2 separate regions of the Mus musculus genome follow, and region 2 is linked to region 1. A link is a contact called in public HiChIP or PLAC-seq data. All regions are on one chromosome and are shown on one strand. The core of a region is the stretch at or near the end of the contact, and the rest is flanking DNA. Distances in the headings are between cores, read along the strand shown.

Region 1 (3,756 bases), core at 621-3,120:
ATATTATTATTAAGGGGAAAAATGCAGCAATGAAATGACTCCTAATGACATTCTGCTATATTGATAGATTTGTGCCCTGCTCAGTTATCATCAGGGAAGCTTCCTCCTGCAACAGATAGAGAACGAGACAGGACAAAGACCCATAGCCAGACAGTATGAGAGTGAGTAACCTTGGAATGCTCAGCCCCAAGAGATTGTCTCTATCACATCCTCCCCTTGGGGCTCAGTAAACTCTCAGAGTAGGAAGCAGAAAGAGTGTAAGAGCCAGAAAGGATGGAGGACACCAAGAAAACAAGGCCCTCTAAATCAACAGGACCTTCACACATGAACTCACAGAGACTAAAGCCACAGCCACCGTGTACCAGCTCTTTCATCCAGCTGAGAAGAGAAGTGGATACAAGCCCCACTGGAACCCAGCAGCTGTCTCTAATTGATAACCACTTTGCAAATAAAAATAAAATTTGTTTCCTCGGAGGGAGTCTCACTGGGGAAACAAACCTCTCTTAAGGGTAGGCCCCATGGCCAGCAGTAGACGGCCGACACAAAACAACTCAGAAGCATCTTTGGAGGCTTCTTGTCTCGTAATGTCCTGATTAGGGCTTTTCCTCTTCTTCTTCTTCTTTTTTTTTTTTTAATTTTATCTTGTTTTTTATTTTTATTTTATTTTGTCTCCCCAACCCAGGTCCTTCGCATATATACTAGGTTTCCAGTTTATTGTTTTTGTTTTTTTTTTCTTATTGTTTTTGGTTTTTGAGGCAGTGTTTCTGTGTAGCCCTGGCTGTCCTGCAGCTCATATAGATTAGCTGGCTTCAAACTCAGAGATCTGCTTTACTCTGCCTCCTGTGTGCTGGGATTAAAAGTGTGTGCCACCACATCTGGCCAGTTTACTGGTTTTATGAGATTCTGAGTATGCAAATAACAAGTGGATCTATTTCTTATGCTTTTAATTTTTTTTGTGTGTGTGAAGAGCTCTTTTCTTCTGTTTTGTGTTTTGTCCTATTCCAATGTTAGCTTTGGTTTTATCTTATTATATTTTTTTACTATCCCTTAAAGGTCCCTTTGTTTTCTAATAAACAACAGAAATGGAATAGATCCAGCTGGGAAAGGAAGTGGGAAGGGCTGAGGAGGAGGAAGAAGAGGAAGAAGAGGAGGAGAGGAGGAGGAAGAAGAAGAGGAGGAGGAGGAGGAGAGAAAACTTTTATCAGGACACATTATGTGAGAAGATAATCTATTTTAAATAAAAAGGAAATGCCAAAATTAATTAATTAATTAATTAATTAATTAATTAATTAAAAACAAAAAATAAAAGTATATAATTCTCTGATTTTTCTTAAGCTTTCATCCTCTTTACATACATGCATGTGTGTATATGTCTGTATTTATTTTTCTATTGCTACTAGAACAAATCCTACAAACTCAGTGGCTTAAAACAATACATCTTTTTCAAAACTCTTACTGTTCTGTAGAATAGAAATCCAAAATAAATGTCGCTGGGCTAAAATCCACGAGATGGCAGGAGGCACTCTTCTGCAGGATCAGAGTTCTGAAGAATCTGTGTCTGCGCTTTTCCCAGCTATCTGAGACCCCCATGTTCTCACAGCCCCTTCCACCTTCAGAATCCTTCTGACCCTTCTCTGGCCACACTTCACACTCGCACATTGGCTGGGACAGGTTCCCTTCCCTTAAAGATTCCATTTCTTAGATACAATCTGTCTCCTTCTCTCCCCCGCCCCCAACCCAACCCCAGAATCTGAAGACATATAATCACACCTGTAAATTTCCATGTTGTTGAGGCTCAGGCAAAGATACCCTGGGATGGTGCTTTGATCCACTATCAGGCCTGAGAAGTTGCTCAGAATGCAGGTTCCTCTGACCTTGTCTGCTTTCTCTCCTGAGCACAGGAACAGGCTCACTCTGGAACTCACTTATCTGACCAAAGGGAGAAGTGCAATTGTCTTAAAAACCTCTCCCTAAGCATCCCATCAAATAACCAGGGAAGATTAACTACTGGGGACAGAGACTAGCCATCTCCACACCTCCTGCCCAGACAGCTTTTCCAGTTTTTCCTCTCTAGCACATGGATGAACTCCAGCGCTGAGCTGCACCTCCAGCCTCCCCACCCCCTTGCCTTTTCATCTATTCTTCTGAGGACAACTCCTGGAGATTGCTCAAGAGCCTTTATCTACCCACCCCGCCAACCTTTGTTCCTCTCGCACATTCCTTTCCCTACCTCTCCCACTGCTTGCTGACAACACCCTCCCCTCCCGAGGATTCCAAGCTTCTCCCTATCCGAGTCTCCTTTCTTCTCTACAGCTGGAGAATTATGAAAGACTTGACCATCAGATCCTTTAGAGGAGACTAATCCTTTGTTCTGGTTTTGCCCAGTCATACACTCCCTCCTCTGCTCCTTGCAGCAACACGGGACAGCCAGAGTAAGTTTGTTACTAAGACACATAAAGGCTTTTCCATGGCAGACACCATCCAGATTAAGTCTGGACTCTAGGCTTCTGTCCATTGTATATATCTTGGTTATCTCCTAAAGGAATGTGCCAGAAACAATCTACCAATGTCTACCAAACATTACTCAAAAGCAGACAGCATTAACAAGGATAACTGGCTTAAAAGAGAAGGTGCTCAGACTTGGGAGCCAAGTTGGTCTGAGTTCAATAAGGCTCTGCTATTTGTTGTACGAGAAGTGACTATCTGAAATCAAGCTGATCATTTTACATCTGACTCAGTTTTTCATCTGCACAATGGTACCATCATGCCAAATCCAGCAGGATGAAGTGAGAGGCCCTTTAAGAGTACCACATATCATGAAGTTCTAACTGAAAAGGAATCTTAGTTGAGAAATGGATGAAAGTCAATATTTCTTTGAAAGTCAACACAATTAATTAATGGGGACAGAACGCAGAGGTTTGTAGGAGTGGGTGAGTCACCGGGAAGAAGTGTGAGGAGACTGTTGTCTTTGAAGGCTTACAAGTGTATGCTTTCTTTATCAGAAAAGTATATATATATATATATAAAACAAATTTATCAGTACTCACTCAAAACTTACACATGTTGGATGTGTTACACTCCAATTATTTAAAAAAAAATTGAAGAGGAGAGAAGCAAAGGAGAAAAGAGTATTTTCCCAAAAAACACTTGGGAAGCTGGGAAGCTGGGTGGGTGAGGAAATCTTAGCTCGGGAGACAAGACAATGATCTCAGCTCTCTAACCCTGCCCACCACACCCTTCTAAGTGTCCTTGTACCACTTGTGGGTTTTGGAGCCTAAGGAAGAGGGAGAGAGCCTCATGCAGAAACTAGGACAACTTTTCTGCTGGCACAGATATGAGCATGCAGAGTAAAAGCAGATGAGCTCATGAAAGGGAAAGTTGGTGGAGAGAAAAGAGAGCCCCTTAAGAAAACAGAGAGGCCGGGCGGTGGTGGCGCACGCCTTTAATCCCAGCACTCGGGAGGCAGAGGCAGGCGGATTTCTGAGTTCGAGGCTAGTCTGGTCTACAGAGTGAGTTCCAGGACAGCCAGGGCTATACAGAGAAACCCTGTCTCGAAAAACCAAAAAAAAAAAAAAAAAAAAAAAAAAAAAAAAAAAAAAAAAAAAAAGAAAAGAAAACAAAGAGATTCCTGAAAGCATTCTTGAGAAACAAAATCTGGAGAAACAATGAAATCAGATTCCATGCCTCCAGTTCAGCAGTGAGCAATAAGCATGCAGATTAGTATTATTACTTTAGAAAGTCATAATAAAACTATAT
Region 2 (3,756 bases), core at 767-3,266, 94 kb after region 1:
GAATTTATTGCTATTGTTTGTTTCCTTCTCTGTTCAGGCAGCCAGAGCCTCTGTGACTCGGCTGGTTAACTCTGTGAACCAGAGAGGAAGGAAAGGAAAGGAAAAGTCTTTATACAGGCAGATATGCACAGACACACTCATACACCCACACGCTGGCTGGGCTGGACAGTCTGTCTGCCAGCTCCACAAAGTATTAATGCATGCTTACATAATACACATATACCTACTCGTATATATACAGACATGTACATATGGATGGATGGAGGACAGACGGACGCGGCAAAGCCCCCCAAGCCAAACCATCCCACCAACAACTATTTCTTTTCTCTGGCCTTTTTATATCTTCTTAGACAAAAAGTTCTTTAGAAAATTACCTCAGAGATAAAATGTTACATAAAATGGGAGTTACAGAAGGATGTTGCTATTAAGTTCAAGGCAGTGTTTCCATTTGCAAGCTTGTTATAAGTTCAAAGCAACAGTTTTTACATGGCCTTGCCTTATCATAGTGCACACCTGTGACTTTGTCTTTGAACCTAAATGTTTTTCCTTGAACACAAATTTGTCCCAAGCCTATTTCTCTTTTTAGTGTAATTATGAAAGCTCATTATATTTATGCAGCCTTTACTTACTATTATGAGGAGTGGGAACATTCTAATCTTGATTCTAACAGTATTACATCTTTCTAGCAAAGCAACTAAAACCAGCTCTTAAAACTTTCTTCTTAGCTAGGCAGTAGTTGTGCAAGCCTTTAATCCCAGCACTTGGGAGGCAGAGGCAGGCAGATTTCTGAGTTCGAGGCCAACCTGGTCTACAGAGTGAGTTCCAAAATAGCCAGGGCTACACAGAGAAACCCTGTCTCGAAAAACCCAAAAAACCAAAACAAAACCAAAAAAAAAAAAAAAAAAACTTTTTTCTTAAAATTATTGGAATCAAATCTGAAATTCTATAGAATCAATAATTCATCAAAATAGCATTAATTCATGAAAGTTTATCTTTATGTTAATCTGTAGGAAATCTGACCAATAGGGTGGGCTAATGCCCAGGGGTTATTATATTAATTTAATAACGACAAGAAAGGCATATCAACTACAAGAAGCAATCCTGAGATGAAGTCTCTTTGGGACCTTGCCATCAAGCTCACCCATCGAAGATCATGCCAACAACAATAACAACAAAAAGAAACAAAAAACGGTGAGCCACCTCCAGGAAGGCCACCTGCTAGCCTTAGCCTGTACTAGATGGCTCCTGACAAAGTAACTTACCCCAGTTACTGGCATTATACTCTTGTGCTTGTGTGTGTGTGTGTGTGTGTGCGTGCGTGTGCTCTATACTAAGTGTTTTCTGAAAGGGCAAACCTTTCAGAGGATAGCAGACAACTAATATTTTATAGAAGGAAAAATGGATAACTGGACTCAAGCCCCAGAATCAGAGATATACACTGCAGTCATCTCTGCTCAATCGACTTCGCAAGCTCTGGCTTTTGGAGCAGACCCCTTCAGTCTGGGGTGCTGGTTTGGGCGTCTCGTTTAAAAAGAAACAAATAAAAAATATGATGATGACGATAATAATACCTCTGGGGTTTGAGGTTGGACTGAAGATGAGCTAGAGCAGCCAGCTTGGACCGCGAAGACGCAGTGAGCTAAGCCTGCACTTCCTCATCACCAAGTTACTCTCGGATCTAAACTCATCTGCTCCCCCACCCCCATCCCGCACCCCTTTCTGAGACCTGCCCAGATGCCCCAGGGCTCTAGTCAGAAGGCTACGATTAAACAAAGGGCCATGCTCCCTCCCAAAGCCCAAGCAAAGCAGCAGGGGTCGCCGCCCGGACAGCAGGTTTGTAAGCAGATGCAAAAATGGGCCCGCAGCTGCCGCAGAGCACACCAACACACTGTTTTCTAATTCCCTCTCCCTGCTAAGTGCTGATTACCCGGCTCTGCGATCCTTACAAACACCTGACTTTAGCCAGTGGGGCTCTCGGAGAACAGAGCAGCTGGCAGGGCGCACTTCCGGCAAAGACCTAGCGGGGCAGCAGATGCGAGGCACTGATTATTCCGGGGTCGGGCTGCGCTAGGGACCTGCATTTGCACTTCAAAGGGGTCTGGCCCCAGTGCCTCACTCTGGGGACCCAGTCTTGTGCTGGGGGAAATCAAGTTGCTTTGAGTGAGTTACCCACCCCCTTCCTAACAGAGGGAGGGTTTAAACAACCCCTAGAAGTTAATGCCCACTGGCTAGACATCCTCAGGGACCCTCCCCTGTCTAGCAGCTCTTCTCTTTACAGTCTGTTTCCATCTGGACATTTACAGAGTCACAGCGAACCTATCTATCTCACACTTTTTTCTTTTAAAAAAGTCTTACTACATTGCCAAGGCTTTCCTGGCAACCATGGAGATCCTTCTGCGTCTACCCCTCAGGTGCTATGAATAAAAGTGGCTACCACAAACCTGCCTCTGTCTGGATCCTTTCAACATCCCTTGTTAGGGTTTCGTCTCCGTGAGCCCCTCCCCCGAGATATGCTAATATCCTAATCCCTAAGCATGTTCGAAATGTGGCCTTGTTAGACAATAAGGTCATTTTGGATGTGATTGATTAAGATGAAGGGGCCACGGCCAAATGAATTGAAGCCAGGGCAGAGTTTGGAGCGTTGTAGCCCCAAGGCAAGAGACAGCCTGTGATCTGAAGGAGGAAAGATCCTCTCAGCCCCGTGCCCCAGCAACTTTAGGAGGGAGTATGGCCCTACCAAGGCCTTAATCTTGGATTCCTGGCAACTACAATCTTGAGAGAACAAGCTATTGACAGGGCAGCCTAGTTTGTGTTACATACAGTGGCCCGGGGAGAAATGGGTCCCTGAAAAGTAATTAAGTAGCCTGTTTATTTCGCTAAAGGGGAAACAAGGGTGAGACTGCCTGGTCTTCCTGCCCCCAGAGAGCTGAGGGCTGTGTCCACAGACCCATTTCTTGGCAGTTTCTAGTATCTCACTGTCAAATGACTCAACCAGGGTGCTAGCTGGAGTAACAAAACTCCTTTACCCATTCCCCATTCCCCTTCCCCACTCCCAACCCGGTCCACACACACAATGAAGCTTCCAGTAATTAAGGTTGACCCGGGCCCTGAAGCCATATAATGAAATGGAGGGGTGCCCGGCGCTGGAGCCAGCTCCCCTCCTCCACTCTGCTCCTGAAACTTCTTCCCTCTCCCCTTTCTCAGAGCAGTAGTGGGTGGGAGAGTGGGTGTTATAATTACATGTATTTGTGTCTTCTTAGCCAGACAGCTAACGCTGGGGACAGACTTTTGGAGCTCACCTCAGCAAATACCAATTTAATTTGGGAACCTCTTGATAGCTTTGAAAATTGAAAGACAATCAGCACAAAAGGAATTAGATACAGCCAGAACTGAGTTCTTCCTTACGGCTGGGACTCCTGTAGGAACAGAGCCTGCTGCCAGCTTGGTCTCCACTTCAGAAAACACACCCTCTTTAGAAGCTTCTGCCACGTAGATCCTTGTGCCTCGGCATGTGCTGTGGCACAGCAAAAGCAGCAGTGGTCAAAATGGACGGCTTTGGGGACCCAAGGATATGTTAACATCCCAGCTCCACTCCAGGCCCTCGGGGCTTCCAACTTCCTAAGATGCCTTCACAGATGCTGGGATTCTCCTTGCAGGGATGGAACACGAATTTAGGCAGTCCTAAATCCTGCCTCTGTCAGCTAGTTGGCAGCATGGCTGGTATTGTTACCAGAGAGTTTTGAATACAATCCTGAG

The links. HiChIP or PLAC-seq counts read pairs in DNA pulled down with a chosen protein or histone mark.
Region 2: a contact with region 1 is called in an H3K27ac HiChIP or PLAC-seq map of embryonic stem cells, with 11 read pairs. The contact joins two enhancer-like sites. A contact is called at or near these places in 5 of 39 promoter capture datasets (the 3T3-L1 cell line, embryonic stem cells, liver and 1 more) and 2 of 115 datasets of contacts at active chromatin or transcription factors (embryonic stem cells and extraembryonic endoderm stem cells).

What each region holds. Positions count from the first base shown.
Region 1 is chr8:69,025,736-69,029,491 of GRCm38.p6, forward strand. No RefSeq gene overlaps it. Among named protein-coding and RNA genes, the nearest start is that of Gm33103, 25 kb to the left of the region's middle. Within about 2 kb of position 1,871, at least 43 of the 459 cell types and tissues checked have an H3K27ac peak or open chromatin away from gene starts, as enhancers often do. A contact at or near this core is called in embryonic stem cells and stem cell-derived epiblast-like cells, where this site is marked.
Region 2 is chr8:69,119,780-69,123,535 of GRCm38.p6, forward strand. No RefSeq gene overlaps it. Among named protein-coding and RNA genes, the nearest start is that of Slc18a1, 32 kb to the left of the region's middle. Within about 2 kb of position 2,017, at least 174 of the 459 cell types and tissues checked have an H3K27ac peak or open chromatin away from gene starts, as enhancers often do. A contact at or near this core is called in embryonic stem cells and stem cell-derived epiblast-like cells, where this site is marked.